Linked DNA regions of Gossypium hirsutum: regions 1 and 3 are each linked to region 2. The links are chromatin contacts, called in public Hi-C maps. All regions are on one chromosome and are shown on one strand. Each heading gives the region's core, a stretch centred on a gene start, on an enhancer-like site or on the middle of the called end of the contact. The rest is flanking DNA. Distances are from core to core; before and after follow the strand shown.

The links. A called contact is a pair of places that touch in the nucleus more often than the background predicts.
Region 1: a Hi-C map of leaf shows a contact between it and region 2, with 4 times the contacts expected there. The contact joins the promoter of LOC107913117 here to the enhancer-like site in region 2. A contact is called at or near these places in 2 of 34 Hi-C or Micro-C datasets (both in leaf).
Region 3: a contact with region 2 is called in a Hi-C map of leaf, with 3 times the contacts expected there. The contact joins the promoter of LOC107957431 here to the enhancer-like site in region 2. A contact is called at or near these places in 2 of 34 Hi-C or Micro-C datasets (both in leaf).

Annotation. Positions count from the first base shown.
Region 1 is chrD11:23,441,273-23,444,986 of Gossypium_hirsutum_v2.1, reverse strand. It overlaps LOC107913117 (oxygen-evolving enhancer protein 1, chloroplastic), which reads left to right and starts at 1,257. Exons shown (of 2, transcript XM_016841578.2): 1 at 1,257-1,836; 2 at 2,043-2,908. The coding sequence starts at 1,597. The coding sequence ends at 2,801. It overlaps TRNAI-AAU (transfer RNA isoleucine (anticodon AAU)), which reads left to right and starts at 690; the gene lies at 690-763.
Region 2 is chrD11:23,223,284-23,227,177 of Gossypium_hirsutum_v2.1, reverse strand. No RefSeq gene overlaps it. Among protein-coding and RNA genes, the nearest start is that of LOC121223938, 20 kb to the right of the region's middle. Within about 2 kb of position 2,292, at least 2 of the 9 cell types and tissues checked have an H3K27ac peak or open chromatin away from gene starts, as enhancers often do. A contact at or near this core is called in leaf, where this site is marked.
Region 3 is chrD11:23,071,057-23,074,907 of Gossypium_hirsutum_v2.1, reverse strand. LOC107957431 (calcium uniporter protein 2, mitochondrial) reads right to left here and starts at 2,031. Exons shown (of 2, transcript XM_016892949.2): 1 at 1,326-2,031; 2 at 1-533. The coding sequence starts at 1,907. The coding sequence ends at 42.

The DNA.
Region 1 (3,714 bases), core at 8-2,507, 220 kb before region 2:
GTGGTTGTGGGAAACATCTATCCACCCTCTATGCCAGCATAGATGTGGGAAAACACTGCATGTGCCGATCATGGCCTGGCGTTGTCATCCCATCCACAACTAATGCGACAAACAACAACAATAATCAGCAACCTGCAACCCCAGTTTCAGGTTATAGTTTTTCTTTGACTTTTTGGTGTATGAGGTTACTTGTCATAGTTTTAGTTGCTCTTTGAGGTCGTCTAATCTTTACTTCAATACCCAACTACAACATATTGGGAAAATGGGTATTTTTATTTGTTGACATTTAAACCTGTTGTTTCGAAAAAGCGAAAGGAAAGATGATGATCATGATAAGCGAGCTAGGGACAAAAAAGCCAAGCTTGATGTTTTTGGTTGAATATGAATATGAAACAACTTTAAAGTTTTGTTTTGCAGGTAACCAGCAATCTTCATAAATGCTGTGGATGCATGCCAGATGTCAGAGGGTGCTGCCTTAAGAGAAATGATAGGGCTAATATATGAATAAATTAAGCAGAGGAATAAAGAAAGGGGTTGGTTATTTTAGACTGGTTTTCCCACAAACAATGTCAATTCTCGTTGATAATCGTCAATGACGAATCTGTCTTTCCACGTGTATGAATTATTGAACTGTTATACGAAATCCTGTAGCCTCTTGATTTATATAATAAAATCTCATTTGCCATCAAGGCCTATTAGCTCAGCTGGTTAGAGCGTCGTGCTAATAACGCGAATTTCACAGGTTCGAGACCTGGATGGGCCATTATCATTATTTTATGATTTTACTTCTCTTCTAGTTTGGGTTGGGCTTGCTACTTTGGACACTTTTTACATCCTAGTCGGAACCCAAACACGACAGAAGCTGATGAAATTTATTTGGTCCCTGTACTTGTGTAGGATTTAAAATTTTGTCCCTATACTTAAAATGTAAAAAAAATCAATCATTCTAATTTTTCAATTTAAAAATCCTAGTTCAATTATTATCTTTGTTGGTAGTTTCTATCAAAATTTGTCGACTTAATATATTTATTTTCTATCAATCATATGAGAAAAACCTAATTAGAATTTCAAGTTAACAAAATTTGACAAAAAAATACTTACGAAAAATTAAAATATTTTGACAGAAAGTACTTGTGATTTTGATGATTGCACTGAAATTTTTAAGAAAAAAAAGTAAGATTTAATTTTTAAAATTTTTTAAGTACAAAGACTAAATCTCAAATTGTATCAAAATATAGGGAGTAACAGCATATGTTAACCAAATGATTTCCAACTCAAAGTACTCTCTGAGCATGATGGCCCCAGTGGAGGAAGGGCAACCACCGGAATTTGTATGGCAGAACTAACTTTAAGAAAATCTGTAGTCCCTCACATCATCCACTCTGACTAACACCCATTTTTATCCCATTTCACAAAATCTCCACGTGTCATACCCTGAAACCAAACACATTACCTTCATCCACCAATGGGAACTTCCCATATCCTATCCCCTTATCTTTACTCTCACCATTGCCACCAACATAATTGGCCCCTAAATTTCCCCTACGCTCTCACTAAAACAACTCTCTCTTCTTTGTTTTCCAATAGTTCGTAACAATGTCGGTCTCACTTCAAGCTGCAGCTACCCTGATGCAACCAATCAAGGTTGCTGCACCATCAAGGACCAATGTGCTGCTCAGGTCCTCCCAGAGCGTTTCTAAGGCCTTCGGTTTGGAGCCTGTTGGTGCTAGGCTCACCTGCTCTTTGCAAACTGACCTCAAGGACTTGGCTCAGACGTGTGTTGATGCTACCAAGCTCGCTGGTTTCGCTCTTGCTACATCTGCTCTTGTTGTCTCGGTATTTACTTCTCGCCTCTCACTTGCTTCAAATTTCTGTATTTATTTTTATGTAGCTTAGGTAGGATTCTTAATGAGCTTGCATGGTGTTGTAACTTTATCATTTGGATTTTTTATTTGAACCAAGTATCGTTGATTGCATACATAAGGATCATATATGATCCGTGATCTGAACAAATATGTTACAATGACTGGTTTGTTTTGAAGGGAGCAAGCGCTGAAGGAGTTCCAAAGCGGCTAACCTACGATGAAATCCAAAGCAAGACATACATGGAAGTCAAAGGAACAGGAACTGCTAACCAGTGCCCAACCATCGATGGTGGTGTCGACTCTTTTGCCTTCAAGCCTGGCAAATACTACGCCAAGAAGTTCTGCTTGGAGCCCACTTCCTTCACTGTCAAGGCTGAGGGTGTTAACAAGAATGCCCCTCCTGAGTTCCAAAACACCAAGCTCATGACCCGTTTAACCTACACCCTTGACGAAATCGAGGGCCCTTTCGAGGTATCCACCGATGGCACCGTCAAATTCGAGGAGAAAGATGGGATTGATTATGCTGCCGTCACAGTTCAGCTTCCTGGTGGTGAGCGTGTGCCTTTCCTGTTCACCATCAAGCAATTGGTTGCATCAGGCAAACCTGATAGCTTTGGAGGAGACTTCCTTGTACCATCCTACCGTGGCTCATCTTTCTTGGACCCAAAGGGGAGGGGTGGCTCAACCGGGTACGATAATGCAGTGGCCTTGCCTGCTGGAGGAAGAGGGGATGAGGAAGAGCTAGCCAAGGAGAACAACAAGAGTGCTGCATCTTCATCAGGGAAAATCACCTTGAGCGTCACAAAGAGCAAGCCGGAGACCGGTGAAGTTATCGGTGTGTTCGAGAGCCTTCAGCCATCTGACACTGACTTGGGTGCCAAGACTCCAAAGGATGTCAAGATCACTGGTGTCTGGTATGCTCAGCTTGATTCATAAACAAGTCTTGTATGAATTTGTTTATTCTCGGCTGAGGTTTTGTAATTTTTAAACAAGTGTTGCTAAACTTTGCAGTAATCCACTGAGAAACCCTTATCTTCTTTGTATGTTACTATGTTGGCTTCTTATAATAATTTTCTAAGCTTCTACTACAAACCCGTTACTTTTGATCAAAGCACTGGGAATCCTGGAAACTAAATAATCTCACTCTCATTAAGGAGTTTGAATGTAAATGATCAATAAACGGCCTTGGTTCTTCCGTGCAAGTGGTGGTAAAACCATGGCTTCAAGTACTTCAACATCACGATCTTCTTCAAAATCCCTAAAGAAGTAGATAATAATCCAGTAGTTAATAAACATTTAGAAGATGAAATACTTGTACAACTCTCCCCAATGTGGATCGTGAAAACAGGGCCTGGGCAAAATCAAAACCAAGTGTGGCTGCTATGAAATCTCTTACGATTCTTGAGAAAGGGCTTGATACAGCTGAAGGGTCCTTAACAAATGTTTTTCCAATAGGTTTACATGCAACAAGAGCAATAGCTCCAAATGAGCCAAAGCTTTCAACAATCTTAGTACACTTGAACGAGAGTCACAGTTCACCCCAAAGCCGATCAATCTAAAGTCCGAGTTGAACTGCTCAGGAAAAACCTACACTTCAACCAGGCCTCCATTACTAAACACGAAAAGGAGGATTCAAAGCCATAGGAATGAGCAATAGCCACCAAAGCAAGCCATTACATCAGCAAACAATCAAACGCGATCGGATTAAGGTGAACAATTACCTTGATGCTATCGAACGCTTGAAAATAACTTTTATTGTTGTATAATAATTTATAGGAAATTACAACATAATTAAACATGTATAAACCCATCCTAATGATTGGATAAAATTGTTGGGTTTGTTTTGTCA
Region 2 (3,894 bases), core at 1,043-3,542:
AATTTTTCCATCCATTTTGGAGTGGTTCGACAAATAATGCAAGTTTAATGGTTAAAAGAAACGAAAAATTAAGTGGATGACTAAAATAACTTTTTTTTGAAGTTAGAGGATTAAATAAATCATTATATGTAGCTGAGGTTAGTTAGAAAATGTTTTGAAAACATTGAAATTTTAAATTTAAATAAATTTGATACTCTTTATATATAATTGAGTAAGCATTTTGCTTATAGAATGAGAATCATCAATATTAACCATTAGGCTATTTTCTAATTTTAAAGTACCAGAAACTATATTCTTATCAATAACATATATTTCTTCTTCTTCTTCTTAAAAGTTTCTCTAAAGTTTGTCATGTCAGTTTAACAACACTTTCCGTTCCAGTGTCAACAAGGCATCGGGCTGCCTATTACAACTCAACAAAAAAGAAGAGTCTACAACCCAACAGTTTGGGTTTGCATGGCCTTATGTATTACAGGCCAACTCCAGTTAATATTTTCAAGCTTCTGTTTTTGGATCTTATGGATGGCCCTTCCAATTACACATCCCTGAAATGGGGTTTTCTACTTGAGATTATTTTTTATACATAACCTGTCATGGATAATTTGTTTTCACGATTAGCTTTATTAACTTGTTTTTTAATTCTCTCTAAATAAAATTAGAAATTTTATTATATATTTAGGTAGAAATAAGGTATTTAGAAGATATATATATATAAGAATATAAAAAGATGAAAACATTCACATATCATATAACTTAATTTGCAAATAAAATGGGGTTTTAGTAATTTTCTAACTGAGTTGGGATCTAGTTGATGGATGAGATAAAATTAGTAAAAAAACTTAATAAATAGTATATATAGATATACAAATATATAACTTATTAGAGTTTCAAATGAAAATTAGAAATTATTTTAATTCAAATGATAAATAAATAAATAAATTTTATATACATAATATTCTTGATTCAAATCGCATCATGGATATATTTTTATTGATTTATAAAAAGATTAAAACACGCGTCATATAATTTACTTTACAAATAAAAATTTAGATTTCATTAAAATGTTTGATAATGTAGTTTTTTTTTTTCACTCAAATGCTTCATTATGTAGTCTAAATTGGTATGGCTAATACTCCCAGGTCCCAAGCCAATAAGCCCCCGGGGGTACTGTTCTCCTTGAATTAGATATAATTTTGTTCAGAGAGATTTAACTGATCCTAAGCTGTAGGACCTCTTGGGCTTATCTTAGTGAACATGGTTTGAGAGTGATTATATAGTGATCACCTCACCTAGTTGATTTTGAGTAGATGACCGTTGTTCAGGTGCTTCATTAGACCTTAATATCGCCACACGATGGCCAAAGTGACTTCGCCATTTATAGAATTCAACATGGTCCCAGATAAAGCAGAAAACAAAGAAAAAAAAATCTTGGAGATTATACAGAATCAAACTATACTACTTAAATTGTAGGAAATCTACAGTTTTCTTAACTTTTTTTTCCCTCTTTGGTGGATGTGGATAGAACTCTGAACACTTATTATGAATGTATAATTTCATAAACCGCTTGTTTCCAGATTCACCATTCAAACTACATCAACTTTAACCACGCAAACCAGCAACATTTTGAAGCAGGCTTTGACAGAGGATGAACCAGGGAATTTGGGTTTAGATTTTTTAACCTCTTCTGATCCCACTGTTTGCTTATTATTCCAATGATGAATCCGGCTGTACTTAATCTGCTTCTCCTTCCACCACTTGTTTGCTACAATTCCTTTCTCTTTCTTCTTATTGGTGGTCATCGTCAAGGGATAACTTCTTAAGTACTTTTGCCTCATCAGATACCTTTCATTGCTGCATATTCTGCGTAGTTTGGTAGGGTTTTGTAAGTGGCTACAGCTATCTAAACACCCTAAGCTACTCTCCATTTCTGTATTTTGTTTATGATGCTATTATCCTGCGGTAAGCATAAAGCTGTTCTTGATGTTTCTTTTGAAAGGGATTTGGATGTTATATAATTTGCATTTGGTAATCTTAACATAGGTAATGGGGCGTTAAGGACTCTGAAATTAAGGTTTCGCACTTATAAATATGGAGGAAACTGTTTACCTGGCCGGGTCTTGATAGGAAATATGAATAAATAAATGACGAAATAAATAGGTTTGATTTCGTTTTGTTTTTTTTTTTTTTTGTAAATTTAAACGTCGGGGGTTTCTCTCAATTATACAGAAATAAATGGTTATTAATGACTTTTCATTAGGCTATAATAACTTCACTGATGAAAAAAAATGGATACACGAAGGTTATGGCCAAGGGCCCATGGCTTAAAAGCGACAAAACAACACGAGTGGGTAGAGTTGACCTGGACTGCAGCCCAAAATTTTTTTTACAAAAAGTCAATCTAGGCTTATTTTTGGACCCGCGAAATTATGTATGTGAACTTTTTTAAATCGGATTAGTGATTGAATCGACCAAATGAATGATTCAATGGTTCGATCGATTTGATTAAAGATTTATTAAAAATTAAAAAGAAATTAAAATTTTTAAAAATACTTGGTTCTTAGCTAGTTCAACCACTGATTCAAACAGTTTTTAGTCGATTCAATCGGTTCGTAGTCTAATAGATTTAAAGTCACTCTCCAGACTGATACTCCGATCGATTCGCAATTCAATTCAATTCAAACAACATTGTTGTAAACTAGTTTTAATGTTAACTAATAATAATATCTTTTCATTTTTATATTTTTTATATTTTTATAATTCAAATCAAGTTGGGCTAGCTGCATGGCCATGAATAAATGTAGTTAAAACTAGTAAGACATTGACTTAACAGACTAAGGAGAATTTTAAAATTTTAAGTTTGAGTTTTATCATGTGTAAACATTATATTTGAGTTCTCAGTTTAGATTTTCTTTAGTACAATGATAATTCGAATTCAAGTTATTCTTATGATAAATGAATACCCAACCAATAAACTACAAATTTAGGTCCTTCTCAATTTAGATTTTATTCTTAAGTATCACTATGTGTGGGCCTTGTTGGGATATTATTTCAATTATTAATTTAACCGTGTTTTGTGTTAGCTAATTTTGACAATAGATATTTAGATATGTATTTTGCACTTCCAATTATGATTATACTTATTGTGACACCCCTAATTTGACCCTAGTCGAAAAGTGGTTTCGGGACCACAAAATCGAGTCATAAAAATAATTAGCCATCATATTTTATGACTATTATATGTGAATACGAATGTGTGAAAGTTTTAAGCTTTGATTTAGTAAATTGCATGTGAATTTAGTCAATAGGACTTATGTGTGACACTTTTGAAATGTGATAGGTCAAAACATAAGGATCTATTAGTGCATGAAATAAAAAGGGTGGACTTGCATGTCAATTTCCCCCCTAATTAGTAGTGGCCGGCCATGAGCATGAGAGTGGACAAAATGTTATGGGGTGAAACATGTTGGAAACATGTTGTGTTAGTGTGTTATGGGAGAAAGAATATAATAAAAGTTAATGAAATAAATGAAAAAACATGTTTGAGGTGAAAATAACAAGGCCATTTTCTTCTTCTTCTTGCCGTGAGTTGAGAAAGAAAATAGAAACCTTTGAGCTTAGGGCATTCGGCAAAAGAAGGCTTCAAATAAGGTAAGGTTCATGTTATTTTCTTTGAAAAGTTGTGAATTTTGGTTGGTTTTGAAGCTTGCAACAAGACCCATGTGAAAATTTTTGTGTTCATGAAGCATGTAGCAATCGGTCATGAGCTTAATGGGGTATATTTTGTATGTTTGATGATTTTGGGAGGATAATTGATTCTAGTTGAGTATGAACAAACTAAATGTGCTTGATGGCTCAAATGAGCTTGGAAAGTTGGCCAATGTTGTTTAAATTCAT
Region 3 (3,851 bases), core at 782-3,281, 150 kb after region 2:
ATTCATCTTTTTGTTTTTGCTTTTTAACATGTTTCGGATCATCAATGGTCCAAAGCACCAATCTGCATCTTTTCAGAATAATCAAAGGAGGCCGCCGATGAGACCTGTAATTCTTCTTCCACTGTGGATGGGAACATTGCCTTGAGCTCATTATACCTCTGGATATCAAAATTGTATGCCTTGATCAGCTGCCTTTGCTTTGTGCTGAACCTGCTCTTATAAAACCCTTCAAAAGAAGGTTCTTTGGACGTCCTGAGGAAAAATGCATATCCAGCCATGAAATACATGGAGGTGACGTAGAAACAGATGGGTTCCATCACGTCCCAAGTGAGTTCCCAAAAGGTTAGCCTCATGAACCCGGCTGTTTGGACCACCATGAATGCCAGGCCAAGCCAGAGTTCGCGACGGACCAGGGAATCGGCTTTTGAATCGATTATTGCTTTCTCCTTTTCTAACGCAGCCAGTTCTTTTCTTCTGGGATCATTCGGGTTTGATCTAGATAAAGGAATTAGACCACCAAGTGCTTTTGCTACCTGTAGTCACAAAGTGGAAATCTCTGTTGGCTCAACTTGAAAGAAACAAAAATTGACTCATTCTTACCAATAATTATGACTATGAAGGATGATGAAAGCAAGTAAACAATAAAAAGTGACTAATGCTTATGTCAGGTCAAGTTGAAGCCCATCCTTATCATATGAGGCCATTCCAGCCCCTATTCCTCCACCAACCATTTTCCTTGTTCGGCAACGCCACCTTTCGGCTCAATAGTTTCGTACATCTCCTCAAATCTAAACATCCAAACACATCTTCCCCAATTCGTTGCCAATTAAAACATAACTCCCATCATCACCCCTCACCCTCCACAGACTCAAAAGTTGGAGAATATGCATGCAAAACAAAATGTAGAAACATCCAAGGGCTTTATTTATAAAAGCCTAGGAGATGAACTGTGAAAAAAAGTTGTGATATTTGTGGTCACACTGTAGAAACATCCAAGGGATTTATTTATAAAAAATTTGGGTCCTCCAGTTCAATTCTCAGAAACCATCTCAAATGTGAGACGTTTCTAGAGACCTGTCGTAAAAAAAAAATTCCTGTTGAAATTAGCAGAAAAAGAAACCCAGAAATTCAGTTTTCGGTAGCTTCTAATGCTAATAAGTGAATTCCTGAATTCGGGACCTACTTTTCATCACCATCACGTTAAGCATGTAATTTTAATGTATACATATATGCTATCGTCTGTAAGCCAAAACATAAATAAGATCTTATCTGCTTTCAATATAAATTTTCAAGAGATAATAAATAGAGAAAAAAAATTTATCTACCTGTTCCGATCGTAAAACGACGATGTTTCCTAAAACGATGACGGTTCCTGATTCATCTAGCAATTTCGCGAACTGCAATCCTTGTTCATGACCCGAACAACTTTCTCCGCAAATCCGAAGAAAGTCGGAATAAGAAATCCAGATTTTCCCTGTCTCTCTCAGCTTCGTTTTCACCACCTCCAACTGCGCCACCTTTAACAACTTCTTCGCTTCCTGAACCGACAGTGCAGGCAGCTCCGAAACCGCCGATTTCGCCTCCAAGTGCGAGCTCAACCCGTCTAACCGGATGCGATCCCTGGACACATCGATTTCCCTTAATCTCTCCATTAAATTCTCCCCCATCGGTAACTTCCTCATCGGCGGTGAAGCCATAGATCCTTTATGAAGAAACCGCCTGAACATGCCATTGCCGTTACTCTTAGCATCTCCTGGATCCACCGTCATACCGGTTGCTGCTTTCCCCGTTTTTCTTGCGATCCGCTTCTGAACCGTCGGTGAGGAAATCCGGCAGTTAGTAACAGCTTGCGAAGAAATTTTCGAAATATTAAAAAGTTTCTCTGCCAAGGTTTTCCTAAACGCCATTGCTAGAAATTAAAGAAGCTAACTAATTATCAAAAAGTTGTTTTTTTTTTCTTTTTTCTGGGGTGGGGGGGGATAGAGTTTAGAAGATTTGAAAGCTTTGCTCGCTTGGTGTTGGCACAATCAATGAAGGTTTTGGCCCGTTTTATAGGGTCCAACAATGGAGGGAAGATAAACAGAAAAATAGAAATTTACAAAAAAAAAATGAAAATAACGCGAGAATTTGAGAGATTTGAAAACATACTTCGCACTTTAGATTACTCCCTGCCTTACATTTTCGAAACATGCTTATAGAATCATCTCGTTAGGGGCGATTCTTTTCAATTTATCGGAACGAGAAATTGGAGAACCGATTTCACGAGAGGAAATATCGAAGAGCATGAGCTAATCACACTACACGTGGAGGGTTGAGCTTGAACTACAAATGACCTTTTGAACCGTCAGATCATATGAAAATTTATCATTCGCGCCTTTCCTGATGTTGACTTTCATTTTGTAATTCATAAATACTGATTTGTTGAACACGTGTAGCATTATTAGCGGAAGAAATCTAGAAGGTGAGAGTAAATAGAAGGGTTTGGATTACATGGGAAAATTTCTGTGTGTTTGACGGCAGCGAAGACAGAAGTGGAAAGCAAATCAAGTTTCCTTTTTGGTGTTGGGTGGATGACTATAAACGTTCACACAAACGTGTCGCCACATATATTTTGGTATTTATGTAATAAACAAAATCTTTAAAGTTGTTTGCGTTCACGATAAATCCTCAACATTTTATTTTTATTTTTCTTTGGGTGACAAAATTTTCGTCAAGGAGTTGATTTAACGATTGCCACCTGGTGACCGTAAGATAAAAAAAAAAACACAGTATCACAGTCAAACCATTTCACGAGTTAATTAATAAGATTTCATGGTTAAAACTAATTTGAAATAATCGTTTTTATTTCACTTTTTAATCCCTTAATTATTGAACATTTTAACATAATTATAGCTCACGACTAATTCTAACTCAAATCCTCCCAAGCATTTGTAATCCGACCATATTCTTTTGGTTTGATTGTGGATTCCATATTAACTTAGTCCTTTTAATAACGATTAATGCTAACGATAATAATTTAGATGTACAAAATAATATTATTTGAAACTAAAATAGTAATGAACGTGAAAAGGTAAAATGCAGGTAACTATTGAGACTATGACCAAATTATTTTCATTATCCATCAAATGATGAATATATGTTATTTATTTAAGGATATAGGAAGGTGATGTGGTGCTTAGATTTTCCTTTTTGTTGTTGTTCAAATGTTGGGGTTTAGATTAGATAATAGATTATTGGCATAACCAAATTTGATTCTAGATTGGCCAAGTTTTTGAATTCAACACTTATTTTAAAAGATAACATAAAATAAAAAAGAATTTAATCCCATGATTAATGTTTTCATCTAAAAAATACATATTTTCTGCATAATTTAAGATAATATATTAAAACTTTATTTTATATTAATATTAACCTATCAACTTAACCAGATAACTCCTAAATAAGTAGTTGGATCACAATGTTTCAACAATATTTTAAGCAAATCCAACCCATTATAAAAATTATTTTAGGGCACATTCATGAATTAATAAAGTTTTGGTTGAAATTACAGTTTTGGGGATTTTGATATTTTATTTCTAAGATTGTTATTCTGCACGCTGTGAAATTTTTTAACTTTTTATGGGTATAATATTAAAAAATAACACTTGATTGACACATAAAAATCAAATTATATAATAAATACACATTTAAGATTATTTAAATAATTTAATTGTTAAACAAAAAAATAAAATTATCTAGGCACTTGCCAGCCCTTAAAATGGGACAATATATTTATATATTTATAAAATTATAAATTAATACAATTATGAAATTACATTTTAACTCTTATAAAAATTGAAGTAAAAATAATA